2 separate regions of the Sus scrofa genome follow, and region 2 is linked to region 1. A link is a contact called in public Hi-C data. All regions are on one chromosome and are shown on one strand. Each heading gives the region's core, a stretch centred on a gene start, on an enhancer-like site or on the middle of the called end of the contact. The rest is flanking DNA. Distances are from core to core; before and after follow the strand shown.

Region 1 (4,095 bases), core at 93-2,592:
TCTTCAATGTTTTTACCGTATGTCCTTAAACATTATCCCTTCCACACAGCAGATCAGACAGTTATTGAACTTCTACAACTATGCCTGAGAGATACCATTAATACAAGCATGCAAGTGGCAGAGAAAACTTATTGACCAGACACCAAACAAGTAAGCACAAGCCTCGCTGCCACGCTATTGATTACATGGCAATAGCAACCCTCACCACTAGTGAAATTTTACTCTATTAACAGCCTCACACTATAAAGGATTATGTAGTTTATTTGGATATTTTTTGGCATGAGTCACAAGACAAACATTTGGAAAATGAAAGCACCATATGCAGAAAGCAGCCTTACTCTTTTGGCGGGAGGGGGCGGGGATGGAGAGGCGATCGGCACAACCTCAACGACCACTAGGTGGCAATAGTGTCCTAACAACACTAAGCAGCAGGCCTGGCACTCTTAGAAAGTGAACGGTGAATCAATACCCCACAATTGACCCACCTGGCTACCCCCAAAGCCTTGAGACTCAGAAAGTGTTATTAGTAAAAGTAATAATCCCTTTATCGCTTGATAATTTATGTCCTCTATTATAACAGCCAAGAACGCTTTAGTTTATCTCAAAAAGCAGGCTCAAACCAGCAGCCCTTGGGCAGAACCTGGTCAGCAGCACTGTGTTTGCCTAGGGCAGTGTTTGGCTTTGTTGTTTTGTTGTAATCCAAAATGCCTTTAGGTGGGGCAGGCCTTTGCCAGTTTGCCAGAACACCCACCACTCTTTAAGGTCTTATTTTAGGCTCTTCCCTACAGTTGCGTGACTCCTGACTGTATTGGAGATTGGGATTCCTGCTGCAGTGTCTTTCTTAAATGCACAATGACGCCACAATTCCAAACTAACTGATCCACCCAATTATCTCAGGCTTTCCCACCTCCAGAGATCTTTTCTCGAGTCACTCCTCCCCCAAGGCTCTCCTCCAGGGCCTGTCTTTTTCTTGCGATCCTTCTTAGTTTTTCTTTTTTTCTTTTTACAGCTGTGCCTGCAGCATATGCAGTTCCCAGGCTAGGGGTCGAATTGGAGCCACAGCTGCTGGCCTGCCAACCACAGCCACTCCAGATTCAAGCCCCGTCTTCTACCTATACTGCAGCTTGTGGCAACGCTGGATCCTTAACCCACAGAGCCAGGCTAGGACATTATGTCAGATTCTTAACCCACTGAGCCACAGAAGGAACTCCCCTTCTCATTCTTGAAGGCCCAGATTCAATGTCACCAGGGTGAAGTTCATTTCCCCCAATCTGTGGCTCGCAGAGCCTGTATACTTCCTGGTCTGTGCTCTTTTTCTGCTCCGTCCCACTAGCTGTTTTTCATATGCCTCAGCTCTTTGTAAAGTTCTCTGCGGGAAGTAAAGAGATGTCTCACTGTTCTGGGTGTGTGTAACAGCGCCCCACCCAGCGTTTCATTTGTTCCCACTCAAAAACTATGCCAACACCTTCTATGGGGACTGACAAGAGACAGGATGGGAGTTCTTCTGTGGTGCGGCGGGATAAGGCTCTGGCATTGTCACTGCAGTGGCTTGGACCTCTGCTGAGGTGCAGGTTCAATCCCTGGCCCAGGAATTTCCACATGCCACAGACACAGCACACAAATAAATAAATAAATAAAGCAAGAGAGAGAAATAGTATGGCTTAGGAAAGTCTTTTATAGATGACCTTTAAAGAAATATAATTTATTGATGAAAGCATATGAAAAATCAGAACTAAGCTGGATTTCCCATTGTGGCGCAATGGAAGCAAATCCGACTGGTATCCATGAGGATTCAGGATCGATCCCTGGCCTCGCTCGGTGGGTCAGGGATAAGGTATTGCTGTGAGCTGTGGTTTTAGGTTGCAGAGGTGGGCTCGGATCCAGGGTTGCTGTGGCTGTGGACTAGGTCAGCAGCTATAGCTCCAATTCAACCCCTCGCCTGGGAACTTCCATATTGCCACAGGTGTGCCCCTAAAAAACAAAAAAGCAAAATACAATGCAATACAATACAAACCAAGCTAAAATGTCACTGTCTCCTGCAGGTACTAAGGGGACATATCGAAGCGTTCAGCGTAAGCCCTGGACTCAGACAGCCTGGGTACACATCATGGCCTCAGTCTTGACAAGCTGGGTCAATAGTAGGATACTAGCAGTAAGACAATGACAGCACCTCCCTTACAGGATTTGTTTTTATTAATATTTTACTCTGAAATAACTTTAGAAAAGTTGCAAAAATTGGGGAGACATGCTCTAAACTCTTCACCTAGCTTCCCCCACTATTAGCCACTTCCATAAGTGCCATTCAGTCATCAAAGCCGGGACACTGACATTGGGACAATGCCATCAACTACATCGACAACCTTGTTCGATTTTCATCAGTTTCCCCGCTGATTTCCCTTTTTGGGCCCAGAATCCAGTCTGGGATTGCTTATTGCATTTGGGTATCACGTCTTCTTCCTCTCCTCCAATCTGTGATGCTTCTGGAAAGTCCAGGCCAGCTATTCCCAAAATGGCCCTCATGTTTTCGCACGAGTAGAGGGAGGTGGTGCAGTTTAGGGCAAGGAGGTGATGCCGTGCCCTTCTCAGCGCATCATCTGTGGAAATACGTGGTGTTTACTCTGTCTTATTCTGGGGAGGTTCAACCTTGATCGCTTGGATAAAGTGACGTAGGGGCGGCAGGTTTCTCCACCGCAAACTTACTATTTTTCCCTTTGAATTAGAAAATATTTGCGGGGAGACCACGCAATGATCCCATTTCTCATCATATTGTCACCCACGCACTGTAGTGGTCACCCAAAGGGCTTTACCCTCAGTGATCCTTAACCACGGGGTTTGCCCAGAGCTAATCATCCGTTTCTCTCATTCCTCCCTCACCCATTTCTTTGGAGGGCTTTTACGAGGATGAAATGAAGAAAGGCAATTACACCAGTGCCCAGTCCACGGTGAAGTGTAAGCCATTTCTGATATTATTAGGAGATATTATGAAAGCTGCCTAATTAATAGAGATAATTTCTGGCTCAAAATAAGTACATCTGAAATGTTTAAGGATGTCCCGAAAGAGTATATCCGGTACGAACTTGCTAGAAGGCCGTAACAAAATACACTCGGAGTGGCTTAAACAGCAGAACTCTATTTTCCCACAGTTCTGGAGGCTGGCAGTCCCAGATCAAGGTGACAGCTGATGTGGGTTTCTTCTGAATCATTTCTCCTTGGCTTGCAGGTGGCCACCTTTTCCTGGTGTCCTCACAGGCTGTCCCCTCCGCCTGCAGCCCCCTGCCTGGTGTCTCTTCCTGGGTCCAAATTTCCTCTTCTTCTAAGAACACCAGTCTGCAGTTCCCATCGTGCATGGCTCAGCGGAAACCAGTCTGACTAGTATCCATGAGGACGCGGGTTTGATCCCTGGTCTCGCTCAGCATTCGCATGAGCTCTGGTGCAGGTCACAGAGGCGGCTCGGATCCTGCATTGCTGTGGCTGTGCTATAGGCCAGCAGCTGTAGCTCCAATTGGACCCCTAAGCCTGGGAACCTCCATATGCCATGGGTGCAGTAGACAAAGGAAAAAAAACACTAATTGGATTGGATCAGGATGCACTCTAATGACCTCATGTTAAATCAATCGCCTCTTGAAAGGTCCTATCTCCAAATACAGCCACATGCTCAGGTACTAGGGCTTAGCGTTTCCACATGTCAGTTTCGTTGGGGAACACAATTCTGCCCTTCATATCCACCTGCTTACTTCAAAGAACTCCTGGGATGAAACCATTGTAGCTGTGAGAGTGTAGCTTTCAGAATTGGAAAGCGCTGTACAGATACAAAGCAGTAGTGTCAAAATCACTGCAACTCCTGGCAACCACTTGTGCGCCTACATACAAGTTTCTTAAGCCGTCTTTCCTGATGTTTTTAGCACCGTTAACAGCACCATCGTGTCGTGGCTGTCATAGAGCCCTGGAAGGCAACCCTCAGCCCAGAGGCTGCCAGTGTTATCACACGTTTGCAATGATGGGCACCCACAATTAGTGTGGTTTGCTGGATTATTGTTTTGTCTTCCTGAGCCTGGGGGCTTCTAGCTGCTCTCTTCAGGCTGTGCCTGCTACCCC
Region 2 (4,128 bases), core at 93-2,592, 140 kb after region 1:
CACCCTTGCCACTATCTGACCTAACTGCTTGATAGTCTCTTTACCCTACACAGCTATACTACACTAGGCATGAGCCATGCCCCTTCTTTCCACAATATCAAAAAGTTCCCATAAAAATCTGGGTGTCCAGGGAGTTCCTGCTGTGGCTCAGGGTTAACAAATCTGACCAGCATCTGTGAGGATGCAGGTTCAATCCCTGGCCTTGCTCAGTGGGTTAAGGATCTTGCGTTGCCGTGAGCTGTGGCATAGGTCACAGATGTGGCTTGGATCCCGCATTGCTGTGGCTATGCATAGGCCAGCAGTTACAGCTCCGATTGTATCCCTAGCCTGGGAACCTCCACATGCTGTGGGTGCAGCCCTAATTAAAAAAAAAAAAAAAATCTGGGTGTCCAGCTTCTGTTGAAAAAGTAGGAGATCTAGTGAACCTGGACCCAGGTTCTCACATCTCCAGAGTTGGAACACTTGCTTTAAAGCAATGCTTCCAAACCTTTTAAGGAGAGACCCAAATTAAAAAAAAAAAAAAAAAAAAAGACAACAAGTAAATAGCATACTGGGGTCACCAGAAGAAGCTGCTTGATGGAGGCAATGAATTGGATTTCTGGCTACTTCCTCCCACCAAAGTACCCCCAAAGACTGTTGTTATCAACATCTAGTCACATGGGTCACCCATTCTGGTGAGCTACGAACACTGAATGTTTCTAGGCAGAAGAGTGAAATGACCAGCACTGCATTTAAAAAGAGAGCTCTAGCAGTAGTGTAGAGAGCAGACAAGAGGCATCAGATCAGTTACAAGTTTTCCTAGATGAGTGTAGGGAAATGGCTAGGAAGGCTTGTCACAGAGCATCAGAAAAAGAGGGACAGAAAAGAGGGACTCTAGAGACTTCTAAAGCTAGAATCAAAAGACTTGGTGCCAGTAACAGCTTCAGACTTTCCTTACCGCAGGAGTTTACGGGTATAAGTGAAGTCTAATTGGTGTGTGCCAAGTGAATGACAAAAAAATTTACCTGGAGCTCATGTTGTCTTAGAAACTCAAATGTAAGCATGATAAAAAAGCAGCCAGGTCTTCTATCAACTTTAAATGCTTCAGAAGATGGTAGTCCTATGAGAGGCAACTTGATAAGCAACAGGATTTAAAATGTTTAAAACTTATTAAAAGTCTGATAAACAGATTTTCATTTGAGATGTTTGATGTCTTATATATCTTCATAAACCCTGGCTTATGAATATAGGGCTTTTTTTTTTTCCTCCCTTCATCATCACATTTTAGCCTTATCTGATCAAAAGGGTGGGGTTCATATTCCACAACAACCACTAAGCCTCAGCAGAAGCATGGTGTATAAAAGTGAGTTAGGTATGTGGCAGTGAGTATAAATCAAGCAGGTTGCGTCTTGTGCTCTTGTAGTTGATGCTGTGAACATGAACAACCTAATTAAAATACATTCACTAAATTCTGCTGCTGCATTATGATTTTTGTCACCATGGAGGTAGCCTAGGTGTGACTCTTTTTTTCTAAATAAAACTGCTGAGGGGATTTCCTACCTCTTTCCTCCTTTACTCTCTAAAACAGAAGTTTAGAGATTTTTTTTTCTATAAATGATTACATGGGTACTTTGAATTTTAAACTACCTTTTTCTAATGAAAATCCATATTTCATGAAAATATGGTCAGATTTCCCTGAACTCTGGCAGTTAGGAACTCAGGGGACCGTCAAAGGGCAGACTGCAGCTTAGGAGGAGAAGGACTGGCCACACTCTACTATTCTGTGCTGTGCTGTTATCTGGGACAGGCAGCTGCTTTGAATTTTGTGCACAGTTCATTGGAAGACTACAAAAAACACCCTGAAGTCAGACAGAGAGCACATCCATCAAGAGAAGGGGTTTGATCTACTGCATATCTCACTAGGAGTGGGGAAAAAACAGGCAGGAAAATAGAGTGGTTGCAGAGAGATTCCCACTCCACTTTGGTGCAGGAAGGAAGCCTGGCCCTCAGAGACCCAGAAAGGAAAGCAAGCAGCACTAGGTGGATCCTCGCCCATAGTCTGCCACTGCACACAGAGAAGCAAACTTGCATGGCTATCCAGCACTGCCTCCTCGAATAAAGGCTACTGTGAAGATGTGTTTCTATGCCAGGCTGATTGTGGTGGATCCCCCTGTGATCCATGAATCAGAGAGGAGAGGGGCCCTCCAAAGAGAAGAAAGCATGACGTTGAGCTTCCCCAGCCAAGGCCAATGTCCAGAACAGATGTACTCACGGTCCCCAGAAGCACACATCCTGTCCAAAAGGGGTCTGAAAAATCAATAGGGGCCTTTAAAAATCTAGTACTGATCTAATGATCACGTTTACCCTTGGATTTTCCAAGTGTGCCAAGATGATGCTTTTTATTAAAGTATCCAAACTCAGTCCTAAAATAATTTCATCCAGGCCTCAGGATGGGATTAATTTCTATCAGAAACCTTTGGTACAATAAACTTTCCACACAGATTCCCTTAGAAGGAGTGAGATTTTAGATGCACATTCATAAACAGGGAGTATATAATGAGTGATGCCACAAACTGTCATTGTATCCTAACCAAATAACAATTTCATTGCAATAGGAATTCAAGCTCAGTTTCCCCCTTATTTTTTGGTCTATTTACAGCATGACCTAAAAGCATATTAGACATCATAACCAATAATACAAATAAAGATCTGATTTGAAAAAAAAAAGAGAGAGAGAAATAAGATTTAATTTGCACTTTTTCTTTTTTTTTTTTTTTTTTTTTGGCCTTTTTTAGGGCCACACCCACGGCATATGGAGGTTCCCAGGCAAGGGCCAGTCTACACCACAGCCACAGCAACATGGAATCCAAGCCGCATCTGTGACCTACACCACAGCTCACAGCAACGCTGGATCCTTAACCCACTGAGCGAGGCCAGGGATCAAACCCACAACCTCATGGTTCCTAGTTGGATTCGTTTTGCCTGCACCACGACAGGCACTCCTAGTTTGTACATCTTTAAATTTTTCGTATTGGGCCTTTATATATTAAATCATGGAAGACAATAAGTGTAATTTTTATTAGAAAAATAAGACCTATGATATGAGCAAATTGAGTGATATCTTTTTCCTGATGAATCGAGAATTATCTGTTGCACATTTCACCCAGAAAATTAGGCTATTTCTACTTTTGTTTTGATATGACGCATATAATCTTAAGTTAAACTTGGTTAAAATTATCATGTGTTACTGTATATATACCTTCACTGGTAAGCCTTGTCATTTGTGGTATTTTTGTTTCTAGTTGTGGCCTTTTCTTTTCTGCCTAGAGAAGTTCCTTTAGTATTTGTTGTAAAGCTGGTTTTGTGGTGCTGAATTCTCTTAGCTTTTGCTTATCTGGGAAGCTTTTGATTTCTCCTTCAAATCTGAATGAGAGCCTTGCTGGGTAAAGTAATCTTGGTTGGAGGTTTTTTCCTTTTATCATGTTAAGTAAATCATGCCACTGCCTTCTGGCCTGCAGAGTTTCTGCTGAAAAATCTGCCAATACCCTTATTGGGGTTCCCTTGTATGTCATTTATTTCTTTTCCCTAGCTGTTTTCAATATTTTCTCTTTGTCTTTAATTTTGGTCAGTTTGATTAATATGTGTCCCAGGGTGTTCCTCCTTGGGTTTATTTTATATGGTACTTGTTGTGCTTCCTGGATTTGAGTGAGTGGTTCCTTTCCCGTGCTAGGAAAGTTTTCGGCTATTATCTCTTTGAATATTTTTTCTGTCCCTTTCTCTCTCTCTCTTCTCCTTCTGGCACCCCTATAATACGGATGTCGGTGTGTTTAACATTGTCCCAGAATTCTCTGAGACTCTCTTCATTTGTTTTCAATCTTTTTTCTCTTTTCTGTTCTGCATCAGTGATTTCCACTAATCTGTCCTCCACCTAGCTTATTCATTCTTCTGCCTCCTGTATTCTGCTGTTGACTGCTTCTGATGAATTTTTTATTTCAGTTATTGTATTTTGCATCTCTTCGTGTTTAACTTTTATATCTTGTACCTCTTTTCTCAGTGTTTCCTGTAAATTATCCATCTTTGCCTCCAGTTTATTTCCAATGTCTTGCATCATCTTCAGCATCAACAGTCTAAAGTCTTTTTCCTGGAGGC

The links. Hi-C and Micro-C count contacts between places; a contact is called where the count stands out from the background.
Region 2: a contact with region 1 is called in a Hi-C map of blood, with 2.6 times the contacts expected there. The contact joins two enhancer-like sites. A contact is called at or near these places in 4 of 47 Hi-C or Micro-C datasets (blood, mesenteric adipose tissue, retroperitoneal adipose tissue and 1 more) and 1 of 2 datasets of contacts at active chromatin or transcription factors (skeletal muscle).

The regions. Positions count from the first base shown.
Region 1 is chr4:117,026,344-117,030,438 of Sscrofa11.1, forward strand. No RefSeq gene overlaps it. Among named protein-coding and RNA genes, the nearest start is that of S1PR1, 41 kb to the right of the region's middle. Within about 2 kb of position 1,343, at least 25 of the 83 cell types and tissues checked have an H3K27ac peak or open chromatin away from gene starts, as enhancers often do.
Region 2 is chr4:117,168,544-117,172,671 of Sscrofa11.1, forward strand. The region is part of intron 3 of LOC106508363 (a long non-coding RNA gene); the gene reads right to left. Among named protein-coding and RNA genes, the nearest start is that of DPH5, 98 kb to the right of the region's middle. Within about 2 kb of position 1,343, at least 8 of the 83 cell types and tissues checked have an H3K27ac peak or open chromatin away from gene starts, as enhancers often do.